2 separate regions of the Danio rerio genome follow, and region 1 is linked to region 2. Evidence: chromatin contacts called from public Hi-C data. All regions are on one chromosome and are shown on one strand. The core of a region is the stretch at or near the end of the contact, and the rest is flanking DNA. Distances in the headings are between cores, read along the strand shown.

Evidence for each region. Hi-C and Micro-C count contacts between places; a contact is called where the count stands out from the background.
Region 1: a Hi-C map of embryo shows a contact between it and region 2, with 2.7 times the contacts expected there. The contact joins two enhancer-like sites. A contact is called at or near these places in 6 of 18 Hi-C or Micro-C datasets (caudal fin, embryo, hematopoietic stem cells and 1 more).

The regions. Positions count from the first base shown.
Region 1 is chr16:11,209,550-11,217,306 of GRCz12tu, reverse strand. All of the region lies in intron 1 of pou2f2b (POU class 2 homeobox 2b), which reads right to left. Among named protein-coding and RNA genes, the nearest start is that of pou2f2b, 38 kb to the right of the region's middle. Within about 2 kb of position 1,471, at least 21 of the 62 cell types and tissues checked have an H3K27ac peak or open chromatin away from gene starts, as enhancers often do.
Region 2 is chr16:11,120,016-11,127,397 of GRCz12tu, reverse strand. It overlaps a transcript of pou2f2b not described here. Among named protein-coding and RNA genes, the nearest start is that of dedd1, 28 kb to the right of the region's middle. Within about 2 kb of position 1,542, at least 37 of the 62 cell types and tissues checked have an H3K27ac peak or open chromatin away from gene starts, as enhancers often do.

The sequences.
Region 1 (7,757 bases), core at 222-2,721, 90 kb before region 2:
AAATCTGTTTTTAAAATCCTTAATTGAGGCGTGTTTTACGGGTTAGTGTACGCATATACACTGTAAAAATAATTTGATCATTTAGTCATGACAACATATGTTTATAGTTAACTGTAACATATTAAACTAAGTAAATCATGTTCTAACTTAAATTTTTAAGTTATGCAAGCTGTTTTAAGTCAGTTTAACATAATATAAGTTCAATTGACTCATAAGGTTAATTTGATTCAGCTTAAAAATTTAAGGCAAGCAGGATATTTTTTTTTTACAATGTAGGCATAAATAAACATAAATATAATGTGCCTAATCTTAATTTTTTTCGATTAGATGTTGCATGCAAGTGTCCAATATGAAATTCTACCAAGAACCGCTGTACAGACACCAGAAGTAAAGTAAATTTGATAAGAAACGGCAGTAGCCTACCAAAGTAAGAAGTTTTGCCCATCTAAAAATGAAGGGATATGGATAAGACACAAAGTCTTGACACATTCAAGTACCAAAGGCCTTGCCATGCAGCTCTTATGATGAAACAATCTGCATATAGACACGGATATTTACAGCTAAACTGACTTTTTTCTTTATAATTTCATGCACATTTTTACTATCACAAAATGTGATACCAATGTTCTTCTCTCTTTTGTATAATCACACAAAGAGACGCCAGGAGTCAGGTTCACGGTCATCGGCAGCATGTGTTTGTGTCGTGCGTCTGCTGGAGTTAAAGGTCACGACCCCAGAGGTCACGCAGCACAGACATGTGTGCATATGTCACGGGGGTCTCAGGCCATTCGGCTGCCCTCTTGTCCCATGATTTCCATTCAAATGTCACAACTAAGGGCTTCCCCATAATAATTACGAATGACTTCAGTTTGACTTTTTGTGTGGAGCTGCAGCCTGATGTATCTGCAATCCAAACCACACCACCACATGCTCCACCAACACAAAGGCCTCTAGATGATCTTCAAAAGTGAGTATGTTTCTTGATCCATTCCTCTCGCTCTCCTTCTCTCCATGTTTATCTGATCAGCTGTCCATTTAAAAGCGCAAGCTACAGGCCTCAAGAGAGCCATCAATCTTACAGCTGTCACGGCTCACGCCGCATGCGTGCGTATGTGTGTGAGTGATTAGATACTAACTATTTCGCACAGCAAACACTCCTCGCGCTGCAGATGCAATCACTCCGACACAAATGTGTTTAGTCTTTCGGGCTGATAAAGTTACACGGAAGCTTTCTTTCAGTGCGCCATTCCAGGCAGACGCGTCCACCTCTTCACCTGCATAAACACAAACGTCCATTCTGTCCACTCCAGCTGTTAAAGCATCAGCACATCCCGTAACGTAAGGATGGAAACGCTCTTTTAAATTGTTTCCAGACATTTGCTCTTTCTCCCTCTCTTTCTTCCCTGCTGGTCAGCAGACGCTGTGACATCACTGGACACTGCTCTGCAATGTGATTGGTCACTGGCCCACGTTGCCAGGCAACAGCAGCAAAAGGTCTCTTGTGTGTGTATGTTCGTGCGCGTGTGTGTCTGTGCTTATGTGTATGTTTTTACCCCTGTGACAGACAGTGAAATGGTAAACGGAGAGCGCCTCTCGCGCTGATAAGTTCTGCTATCTGAAATGGAGCCCTTTTCCTGTAATGTGAGTGTGTGTGTGTATCGTTTCCCCCTGAATGAAGGTGCGCATGTTTAATATTTAGGCTTAAATCAGTACGTCTGAACGCAGCTGTGTGTGAGAAAGTGAGTGTCTGGGGAATAGGAGGTTATTGTTTTTGACACAGACCCTCATATTTCTGCATCGATCGATTCCTCTGACTCCCGACACGACAATAATCGCACACACACACACACGCACACACATGGGCCTGTTTCTATCAGTAGCATTATTACTGTGCAGAGAGGTAGAGGGGGAAATAAGCAGAGCAGAGAGGAATTCATACGGCAGAACGGTAAGGAAAGCGGATGTAAGAGAGAGTCGGGCCACTTGAAAAAGGAGTGCACAGTGGGAGAATTGATAGTAAAATCTCACAGGGAAAGAAAAGGACAGGGGGAGATGAAGAGAGATGAGAAAATAAATGAAAAAACTTGGAAGATAAAGCTTGAAAGTAGACCGAAACCTGTGTTAGGAGAAAAAAGTGCCAGTGATTCTGTGGTATAGATGGAGCATCGACTGAAGTGACCTATTTATTTATGCTATATTGAATCATATTCGCTCAGTTACCTTTATTCCATTTTGAATAACCACAATATATCTGCAATGACTATATACTGTATATAAACTAACTGCGCACTTAAACTTGAACCACACTAGAGAAAATACCTTTTGAGTTAGAAAAAAAATTGTCAATTTGTTTAAAAATTATATTTCAATGAATTGAGAGTGTTTCAAAAACTTGAATTTTAAGATTCATATGTTTTTATTAAGCTATTCGTTTTGTATTTGCAATAATATACATAAAATATTACATACAAAATGCCAAAAAGATGTATATATATTTTTTTTTATTTGACACATCCCATATAGTAATCAATAAAAAATGTGGATTTTTTTTCTTTTTCTTGAAGAGTTCAGATGCAAATCAGGAATTTTTATCTAAAACTAGCATTTTTTTCAGGCTGTTGTGTCCAGTTTCAATAATTTTACTCTTTGTGCAAAGAAGAGGTTATTTTCATCATGTTTAAAGTAAAATAACTAAACATAAATATAAGAAGCTGACAAATACATTCATTCATTCATTTTCTTGTCAGCTTAGTCCCTTTATTAATTCAGGGTCGCCACAGCGGAATGAACCGCCAACTTATCCAGCAAGTTTTTACGCAGCGGATGCCCTTCCAGCCGCAACCCATCTCTGGGAAACATCCACACACATATTCACACACACTCGTACACTATGGACAATTTAGCCAGCCCAATTCACCTGTACCGCATGTCTTTGAACTGTGGGGGAAAACAGAGCACCCGGAGGAAACCCACGCAAATGCAGGGAGAACATGCAAACTCCACACAGAAACGCCAACTGAGCTGAGGCTCGAACCAGCGACCCAGTGACCTTCTTGCTGTACCTACAGCGCCACTGCTTCGCCCCTCTGAGAAATACATTTTAGAAAAAAAAAAAATAGACGGCACTTAGAGGTTTTTGCTTTTGGCTTCATTTATTAAATATTCAGAATTTAGTTGGCTACAATATAACCTTTATAATTCTTTTTGGGTGAAAATCTGGGTTTTTCTGATTAATAAAAAAAGAGCAAATACATACAGTTGAAGTCAGAATTATTAGCCCTCCTTTGAAATTTTTTTCTTCTTGTCTTATTTCAGCTAGAATTAAAGCAGTTTTTAATTTTTTAAAACCCATTTTGAGGTCAAAATTATAAGCCCCTTTAAGCTTTTTTGGTTCGATAGTCAACAGAACAAACCATCGTAATATAATAACTTGCCTAATTACCCTAACCTGCCTAGTTAACCTAATTACCCTAGTTAAGCCTTTAAATGTCACTTTAAGATGTGTAGAAGTGTCTTGAAAAATATCTAGTCAAATATTATTTACTTTCATCATGCAAAGATAAAATAAATCAGTTATTAGAGATGAATTATTAAAACTATCACGTTTAGAAATGTGTTGAAGGCTCTAAAGAAACATCAGAATGCAAGAAAGATTCTTGGTGTACAGATTTGCACTATGACCTGACAGATTTCGAATGGGGCCAAATATGTGTTAAAGCCCAGAACTTGTCAATTAATAATATATTTAAAATGATCAAATATAACTGGGCAATGTAGTTATATCACACTTGGAAAAACTACACAAGTTTGATCCAAACATCCCAGATACTCAACATGTTTCAAATGTCAAAAACACAAAGGAACATTCTTTCATTGTATCTGGGAATGTGAGGTGGTTAAGATTTTCTGGCAAAACGTAGTTACATTAATGTCCTTAATTATTTTAAAACCAATTCCAGTTACACCTGAAATATGCGCTTTGGGTGTATTTCCAGTAAGTTTAAATGATTGACATGTCTTGTTATTGCAAGTCATTTGATAGGACTCTATTGGAAGAACATAGGAGGTCAATCCATTGACCACTGGCTGAAAGATCTGACACATTACATTGCACTGGAACAAATTACCTACAGTATAAAGGGCAAATTAAAGTAGTACCATAAAATTTGGGATCAGTTTATACAATTTTTAGAACAAAACCATACAATAGCACAAGCAAATACCTCTCATGCTACTGGTTAACTGATTGATATGTGTACATTTTTGTATGTATATTTTTTATTTTATTTTATTTTTTATTTTTTGCCTTTTTGCCCATATATAACAATACATTTACATGTTTAATTAAATGTAGATGCTTTTGGGAGGGAGTAAGGAAGAGTTAAAATGTAAAAAAAAAAAAATGTAATTTCATGTTAAATTTCAAGTGATTTATTTTCTACAATAAAAAAAAAAAAGAAATGTGTTGGAAAAAATCTCTGTTAAAGAGGAATTGGGGGAAAATTAAACAGGGGGGCTAATAATTCTGACTTCAACTGTATGTAATGAGAAACATATCAAATAACGTCAAAAGCTTGAAAATGACCACTCTAATATTTTTAGCTACCTCGCCCTGCCCTATAGTGCAGTATAATAACAGAAGAGCATTACAAGAGAGAAGATGAAGGATTCATCCCATCTTTTTCCAATAAAAGAAGAAATGAGGGATTGAATTGGGGAGGATGGAGGGGTGAGGGTACAACAAAAGAGATGAGGCGCACATACACTGAAAGCGTTGTTTTTGAGAGATGAGGAAGAGATGTTATTAGGTTGACAGCGGCGTAATGACGGAGCGACTCTAGAGCTGTCACGCAGAAAAAGCACAAGCGGACGGTGATGGAGGACAAACACAGACACGTTCACACCTACACTGTCACTTTCACAAGGAACCGTTTGCTTTGACATGACGGACAGGTCAGGATGGTCAACTGGAGAGATTGGCTTTTTTGTTTGTTTGAATTGTTAGCTTTAAAAAGTTTTATTTGGCGCATGTCAAGCTTCAACTTGAAATTGCGCAGTGCCGATTGTTTTTAGACACAAGAATTGCATCTTGCGTCGAAAAATAAGAATCTTATAAAATGCAATTTACATCAAGCAAGCAAATAATTGGTGCCAATATGGAACATTTATGAAGTGCATTTCCCCACACAACACGTTTTACTTTCCTGTAATTAATACATTTGTTCAGGCCTATAGTAATTTATAATCTTAATATGAATATATATTTTTACTACTAGGTTTTAGGCTTAATATTATTTTTAATTATAAACATAAAATGAAGTGTGTGTGTGTACATTGCATTCCTTATTAGTATGGCCAGACAGAATCTGCTGACATTTTTTGCTATTTCTGCGAAGAATTTTGTAAAAAAAATCTGTGGATTTATGTGGAATTATTTTAGGAGTATCTAAACTAACAAAAAAATAATAGCGTTTTAACTTTCATTTAATGTTTACAATGCAAATCCATCCACAGTTAAACCCCCTTAGAATGTTTTTCTTCTTTTTAAAATATTTCCCAAATGATGCAGAGCAAGGACATTTTCACAGTATGTTTGATAATATTTTTTCATCTGGAGAAAGCTTTATTTGTTTTATTTCCACTAGAAAAAAGCAGTTTTTAATTTTTAATAAAACCTTTTAAGGTAAAAATTATTAGCCCCTTTAAGCCATATTTTATTTTAATAGTCTACTGAACAAACCTTTGTTATACAATAACTTGCCTAATTACCCTAACTTGCCTAGTTAACCTAATTAACCTAGTTAAGCCTTTAAATGTCACTTTAAGCTGTATAGAAGTGTCTTGAAAAATATCTAGTCAAATATTATTTACTGTCATGATGGCAAAGATAAAATAAATCAGTTGGTAAAAATGAGTTATTAAAACTATTATGTTTAAAAATGCGTTGAAAAAATATTTCTGTTAAAGAGAAATTGGGGGAAAAATAAACAAGGGGGCTAAAAATTCAGGGGGTTTAATAATTCTGACTTCAACTTTAGATCCACTTAATTGGTAAACAAAGCAAGTCTATCATATAATATATATACTAAAATACAGAAAATATTACTTTACAAGCTGTATAGTAAATAAATCATATGAATATGTTCATATTAGTCAATAATATTACTGAAATTAATAAAAAAACTGAATAAATATAATTTTACACAAATAAAAAAGACTCAATGATGGGCTAAAATTATGTGGAAATCTGCAGATTTCTGCACGCACAGATTCCATCTGGGCCAACTTATTAGTAATACCAGTAAATTCTGACATTGTGGGGTTTGGTCCCTCTGAGGAAAATGACTAATAAATGATATAGAATTAAGTATTTTACAAAGTAAAAATGCTAATTGTATCCAGTAGGATTTGGTTTAGTAGTAAGGTTGAGGTAGAGGATAGAATATAGAATCATTACATCAACAGAAAGTCCCCATAAAGATAGCTGTACTAGTGTGTGTGATTTCCATCTGAACAAAGCTGTTTTGAGAGCAGTTGACCTCGATGACCTCGGTTTAAGTTTGGCGAAGAACGGTTCCAGAAAGTGGGTAAGACAAAAACAGAAACCAAAAAAAATTAAATAAACAAGTAAACAACAGGGTGAGAATGTGGTAAAATCTGAAAACGTGGTTTAAAAAAAAAAAAAAACAGGCGAGGGCTTTTCTTTTTCTGGATTGCTTTTCAAAACACTGTCGGCTGGGTTAAGGGAAGAGGATGGGCGGGTCAATTGGTGCTTTTGAAAATATATATTGGCTAGGTTTAGGGAAAGAGGATGGTACGTAAGCACAGATTCGGTTTGGGCCTACTTAATAGTAATACTAGTCAATTCTGACCATGCAGGGTCATTTTTGTTTAGCCCCTGTGAGGAAAATGTCTAATAAATCACATAAAATTAAAACATTTTTAAATGTAAAAAACGCTAACTGTATCCAGTAAGGGTTTGGTTTAGTAAAGGTTGAGGTAGGGGATATAATATACAGAATATATAGTTTAAAAAATCATTATGACAACTGAAAGTCCCCATAAAGATAGCTGTACTAGTGTATGTGTGTGATTTCCATTTCAACAAAGCTATTTTGATCTGGTGCAAGTTATAATCAGGTGTGACTTATCTTCCATGAATAGTATTAGCTTTGCACATCCCTATTTGATTTCCACCTCAGTTTCTGTCTTTTCCATTAGTGTCAGTGTTGTAGCGCAGATTAAATATTATTGGTTTACATTTTCCGGAATAATTTGACCTTTAACCTGCCTTTCACCTTTTCCCCGCTGCATTTTTTCCCCTCCTTCTCGCTGTCTCCTGCCCGCCTGTCAGTCCCACTCATCAATATTCCCTCTCACCCTCCATCTTTATCACAACATCCATCTTTCTCTCTCCCATAATCCCCTTCTCCTTCGCTTTCCGCCCCCCTCCTTTCTGTATCACTTCATTCCCCCTTCGTTCTCTTCTCATCCCATTTCACTTCCTAAACTACACCTCTCCTTCTCTCTCTCTCTTTGTCTCTCCATCCTTTTCCAGCTGCCAATTCTTACCTCTTTTATTGTTTAATTTCCTTTCCTTTTTATGCCCCACTTGGCCGTCTCTCTCTATCCGTCCTTGTCTCAGTGTTTGTGATAATAACTAAAATAAGAGTTTCTTTGGCCATTATTTATCCCTCTCCTCATGAGCGCAGGGAGATATCAAGCCCTACTCAGAGGCGGCACAGGGGAGCCGTGCT
Region 2 (7,382 bases), core at 293-2,792:
AAACAATTAATTAGACAAAAATTTGTTATTGCTTTTATTGTTGAGGAGATACAACCACTGTCTAAGTGACTACGTTTTGTAATAAAATAAGATTTTTTTCTCTTTTGGGAATTGATTTACACATTTGTTAAGGCCATGTGAAGCAATTTATTCAATGTATAAAGCTCAAAGGTTTATTTAAATTTGGGGATGATTTTTATCGGCTTCCTGTTCATTTTGTTGTTAAACATTTTAAAGGTTTAAAATCTGCTTTTGCCTTAATAAATTATTGCATGTAAGTATTAGGCTTTATTGCAGTCTTTATCTCAATAGACAGTGAATTTACTTTTCTGATAAAACAAAACATTCAAAAGTACCAAACATGCTACATACTTTAATTAATTTGTATATACAGCATGTATAGCTCTGGGTTCAGAAAGTTCTCAAAATAAAATATTATCCTACATTTTTTAAAGGTAAATGAAGGTGTAGGTTATATATGGGGTTTGTTAAATGCAGAGCTTCTCAATAAAAATTGTGGAAGCAACACCTGCAAGTTCTGAAAGAGATAAAAATCTCAGCCAAGTATATAGAAAAGTAACACAAAAGTAACTCAAAAGCACAAAACAACCAAGTAACACGATTAGCTACTTTCTTGGGGAGTAACCCAATATTGTAACGAACTACTTTCAAAAGTAACTTTCCCCAACACTGTTCTGGAGATGGCATACAAGAACTTGGTTGAAAGTGGTGCGAGTTTTAACATGATTGCATGGTATGAACTGTTGCCAATAAAGGAAAAGCAAAAACTATGTCAGTAGTAAAAATTGCCAGTGCAATTGTAGTTAAAGCACAAAAAACTAATGAAATTTATTCAAGAATTAAACAGAAAGATTGCCATTATTGAAACATGCCATTATTGTAGACTGTTCCCATCCTAAAATATAACATTTCAATTCTTGCCACCAAAAAAGAAGTTTTAGGCAACCTCAAGAAAAGAATAATGTGCATCAAATAGGTTAAATACGGTGTTTTGAGTATGTATAGGGTTTTAATGGAGTTTAATGTGATGGCATCGAATGTATTTGTGTTGCCTGTTTTTTTTGTGATATGTGTAATGTGAAGGCTGATGTGGTCGGTGAAGCCAAAGATTAATTTCCACTTGTGGACAATAAAAAAATAAAGTAGTAGCATAGTTAAAAATGCAATAACATTAAAAGCCTTTAACTTTTTAAAATTCACTCATTATTGAAAAGACTAAACAAAAATAACACAATTGTAGTTGTTGTTTTAGTTTGTCGTTGGTCATTTTAGTTTTATAAATGCATTATGAATGCTAAATTATCTTTTAAAAAAAGCACTTGTTATGACAGAGAAGATTATGAGCACTGCAATAAGCTTTATCCGAGCACAAAGGGGACAAACAGCCATTTTTGTGAGCTTTTTCATGTTATTTCCCTCAGCCTCGGGCTTGCTTGTATCCTCCCTCTCACTCCTGCATCCTCCCCTGCTCACTGGCTAAGATAAGTAGCCAAACTAAATGAGCTGGACAGCCAGCTCTCTACTGCCCAGCGCAGGTCACAAATAAAACTGCACCCCTATGATGGGCCCGAACACCATCGGTTACCCTGCTGGGGCTTCAAGAGCGGCCCTCAGCCCTCACTCTCCACCTGAGAGGCAAAAAACATGGCGCGTACACCTCAATCTTATGTGTTAGAGCGAAAGTACATCTAGCAGCTGCAGGGAACTGAGGTGAAGATAAAGGTCAAACGTTAACTTTCTCCTTCATGTAGGCGTGAGAGAAGCAAATGGAGAATACATTTGGAAATAAAATGGAAGGGAAAATAGTGTGTTTCATAACCAGCTCTGTGTTTATCTTTTTACCCTTTGCCTTTTCGTTCGGCTCTGTCTTTTTTCCTCCTTCAACTATCATTTTCTGTATCCCTTCTCAACCTCCCCCATCCCCGTTCGACCCCGGGGTCATTTATAAGGGCAAGGTCGTCCGTCTGGGGCTGAATCTGAACTCTGACCCCGTCGGCTCATCGTGCTCTAAACACACGCGCGCATCCATAAACGCCGCGCGTGCTCTTGTGTGTATTATTGTGGTCATCTCGATGCTTTCAACGGACACGCAGGCGGCAACAAAATAGAGATCGGTCACACATTTAAACCAGGAGCAAAAGCCGCAATTGCAAAGGTTAGAGCAGCCTGCAATTTATTAGTTGCTGATATTGAGGTTTCGCTGGGTGCGTTTTACAGCTGCGAATGTGGATAGGCCAATCTGATTTATTGCATCTAAATAAAATACATGTATTTTTAATAACTCTTTTCACAGAAACTCCCATAAATACCATAACGTTATTTTGTCTAATAAATAAATAAGCAATAGCATTTTCTAGGCAATGCAAGTTTATTTAAATAGCACAATTCATACACAGTTGTAATTCAAAGTGCTTTACATAACACGAATAAAAGAGACAAACATAAACCAATAAAAATCAATAATAAGTGATAAAACAGGTTAGACCTGATTTCAAAAGAATGAAAAAGAAAAGACATTAAAATAAGTCATTTTTGAGGAATAATAATGACAAAAATCAAAACTGATCAATGGCATGATATCTTAAATAACAAATAATATAGCAGAATGATATTTCCCTTTCTCCCTCCAAGCAAAAACAAAATGGCCATGTAACATAGAAACTATGTGTTCTCTAATGCTTGAATAGGCCTATATTTGCAGCAATAGCACCAGCATTTTGTGCCTTAATAACAAACATTTTGAATTCAACTGCGGGCAGTTTTGTTCTTTTGTGTGAGGAAAATTAGATTCGGCCATAATGCTCCATCTCTGTCCGTTTTAATTGCACCGGTGGTCGTTTGGCCTCTGACCCGTGGGGTCGTGAGTTACGCTGACAGCTGCTTATGAAAAAAAAAAAAAAAAAAGATTGATACCGGACACTCAGCTTCTTCGGGGCATTTTTATAATAATAATAATAATAATAATAATAATAATAATAATAATAATAATAATAATAATAATAATAATAATGTGCATTCTAAAGGAGCAACATATGATTTCTCATCAAATAAAGGATCTTCTGAAAAAGACGACCTATATTGATCAGTCAATGAAGATCAGCGGTTTCCTGAAATAAGGAAGACAAAAATCCTGTCCTAAATGCAGTTGAGCCAGTGAGATTATATTCTAATAAAAGAACATAGCCTGCTAGCCTTAGCAACTAAAACAAAAACAGACTCACAGAAAGACCCGAAGTCTAGACTACAAATTAATTCTTATTTTAGTTTTACATTTGCTCCGTATATTTGTATTTCCAGTTTGTTTTGTCTCATTTACGTCAATCATATTCATTTGTGTAAATAGACACGAAAGCAATCAAGCGATTAGGCTTTAATCGACAGTTCTGAATGTAAGCTGCTATTGATGATGAGCTACATAAAATAATATGATTACTGCGAAAATACTGTCGATGGGCTATTTAATTGAACTTTTAACCAAAATAATTCCATCGTATTTCCTTATAATAGCTAAATGCAAGCATTGATTATAGACTATAACTTGAGTTTACTCTTTTTTTTATTTATTTTTTTGTTGTTGTCATTTTTCATTTTGGTTATGACATGAACATATTAATAATAATATTTAAATCTGCATTATATCAAGAACATGACTAACGTTGTAAGCTAAAGAAGAAGTGCTGATTTTAACAATTTTAACAACCAATCAAAACTGCATTATATGATCAAATGAAAGAGCATATTTTGTAATTCATAAACGTTTTAAGAACAGTCTTCTTTATTTTATATAGAAAATACATTATTTCTATAGTGAATCTTAAAGACACATTCTTTACAGGCTAGATAATAATCTTGAACAGGCGCTGTATGGGGAATTATTTTATTTATTTTATTATGCCTGCATTCAGAATATTTTTTAGATATGTATCATTTTATTTGCGTTTTATATTAGGATATTGAACAAATGTTAGGCGATGAACGTTCTATTATTATGCTGCGCAATTTGCATATAGCCTATCTGCTCGGGTTTAATTTAGCTTCCTTGAATTACTCTGCTTCAGAGAATTTTTTTAAATGTTTGAGTAGCCTACATAACTAGTCTACACTATAACACATAGCGTGACAGATATATAATTTAATCATCATCAATAATTTAAGCAAAATACGAAGATTACACGGGCTATCCCAATAAAACACCGCCTGTTTAAATAATCCTGAATGCAGAGACTAATATAAAACTAATAACGCTATTAAAATAGTTTCTTTATTATTATTAGCACTTAAATGAATCCATCAGCATATAGGAAAAATTAGAAATGCATTTTCGCTTTTCTGATATTCAGATATGTTTTCCGCAAATATTGTGCAATTTAGACGATTAGACCACCGTTTTGCTTTACATAGACTGTTTTAATTTACGGTTTTACAAAAGCTAAATATCTCGTTTGCGATGTGACAAATTAAGCTAAGAACTAATTAACCTATGTATACCGTCGTGAATTCTGAATGTTGTATCTTTCTAGATCAGAATGCAGTGGTAACTTGTTTTGTCAGCAGTATGAAGTTTTAATATTAGTCCTTAAAGCTGCACTAAAACTACATAAATATCCTAAAAATCAGTGTAACCTAATTTTAATTTATCTATTTTAATTTAAACTTTTCCCAATGGCTCTTGGAATTTCAGCACCACGTTAAAAGTGCAGTGTTGCCTCATATTAAGCCAAGTCCTGAAGATTTAAAGACATTGTATCTTTTGGGTATGTAGGCTACACGGCACCAGTGAAGAAGCTGTGGTTGTGTAGCGTTTCTTTAGTTAATATGAGGCCAATAAAAGCTACGTGTGCCTGTGTATTAACCATGAACCGTGAGAGCACCGGTATAAAGAGAGCCTGTTCAAATATTTGATGAACCATCTTCACAATGTAAACCCACAAGATGAGAATGTATCCACCTTTATGTCCAACACTACAAAACCCAAAGCCATATAAAAAAAGAAAAAAGAAAAGTTGACAATGGAAAAATACTAAACCAGTTTCTTTGTTTTTCGAGCTCAAGTTTGTTTACTGAGGCAAGAAAGCGTAATGACATTTACATTTAGTCATTTAGCAGACGCTTTTATCCAAAGCGACTTACAGGACAAGGAAGCAATTTACACAACTAATAGCAACAATGAATAAGTGCTATAGGCAAGTTTCAGGTCTGTAAAGTCTAAGAAGGGAAGTATTAGTAGTATTAGTTTTTTTTTTTTTTTTTTTGGGTACAATAATGAGATCTCCATTAGCCAACAGCATTCGCGCGCTCCTTACCACTTATCAAATCGCGTAGTTATAATTTATAAAAACCTCAGGTGTAAAGAAATATCCTCAGTAAAGCATTTCAATATAAACTAATTATAGAGATCTCAAACATGAAGGCTTCTCATCGGTCGCAGACCCCTGACGAAGATGATCTCAGTACAGACAAAGTGAGCAGCCTTGCGAATTCAGTCCCTTTTCTTTTGCACTGGTACTGGTTGCTCTTTTAAAGGCAAAATCTCCACCTTTTAATTGATTTTCTCATAATTAACTCAGTCTCCTCATCGATTTCCCCCTCAGCGGAGATTCAGCCAGTGTGGCGGCAGACACTAACGGCCGTGCGATGCTGTTATTACAACGTCGTTATCAAGGATACGCCGACAAACAAATATCGACCATATTGATTACAAAGCTTCCCAAAGGAGTACACATGTGTAAGTCTAGATATTTGTCCACAAGTCAAAAGACAAAACCGAAAGGAAAGAATGCTAATGCTAGGATTTAAATCACCACAACGACTGAGCTAGTTCCAGACAAATTGTTTAAAGAGTTTTTAAATTTTAAATACAACTTAAACCTAGGCTACTACCTTAGCATTCAGTAACACTAAGACTTACAAACAGTTAGCTATATAAATATATATATATATATATATATATATATATATATATATATATATATATATATATATATATATATATATGTGTGTTCATTCAGAAATGTTTATGAGCTCCTTCGTCATAATAACAGCGAATGGCTTCGTGAGTGCACAGTATGGTCTACATTTGATACCAAAACACCAGTAATAGGCATAGGAGAGAATGAATGACAGAAAGCTGCAGTTTTCTACATCCTCACTGTAAAACACGAGCACATGCATATCTCATAAAATAGTTTTCAAATGTTCCCGCGATGCCCTGCGCCAATTACAGCATGTAGAAGAGCGCGTGCAGTGGCTCGCGGGAGGCACACCCAGATAAACAAACTGAGAGAAGCGAAGAGGGTTGTCCCGTGAATTAATTTCTATCTAATCAATAACAAGAAATCCCCGGTCTGAGCAGTGAGCAAGAAATCATTACAGGCAACAACCCTGTCCGCCTCTCTCCTGTGCAGGACAGGTTCAAATGAGACAGGACAACTTTAAAGCGTTTTTTTGAATATACGACAAACGAACATAAGTAGGGAAAGATAGCCTATATAATAACACAGAGCAGAATGATGGAGGCAGAGTATGGATGAGTTATATGAAACAAAAGCTGTCAGTTTGTTTACACAACATTACCGGCGTTTCCATCGATGAACGCGCAGTCTCCAGTCATACGTATACGCGCGAGCTGCTCGGCCACGGGAAAGAGTCGGACACAGCAACACGGGAGAGAGGAGTGATATTTGGGGGTGTTTTGTTGGGGGGGGGAAATAGAAAAGGAATCGGGTGAGGAGCCTGAATTTGAAATTAGGGGCAAAAGGTGAGGGGGTCGGGCGGAGGGGGTGCTCGCTGCCCCGCTCTGCCTTCAGCCGTTACCATGACAGCATGTTGACCGTTGCTGATGAAAAAAATGAGGTGCGAGAGAATTAGAAAATTAAGTAAAAATGTGTTAGCTTTATTTACTCGAGGTTTCACCCTTTTTTTGTTCGTTTTCTTCAAAATATGTTTTATTTTAGACTTGACTGAGAAAATAAAGCTGCCATCTATAGGTGGAATTGCTCAATTGCACACAAAAGGCGGGGATTTCACAGAAGGCCTCTCTCCTAAATACTGTGTTCTCAGCTGACTATGGTGTAGCTGCCCTACTTCAGTTTAGTTTACACCTTGTGATTTAGTAATAGTTTAATCTGCATAATTTTATTTGTGGGTATAAAGCATTATCTTTGTTACATATATAAACATTTTTCTAAGATGAAAACTTGTTGATTCATAAAATAAAAGTGTCAAGTTTTCTTTGATAGTAAAAAAAGAATCTACAGCAAACACAAAAATTAATACAGTGGCCCATGTCACTAAATCATGGCCTTTGTTTTGCGTGTATGTTTTTTGGAGGTGGGGTTGTTTTCTCTTGTTCTCTCTTCATT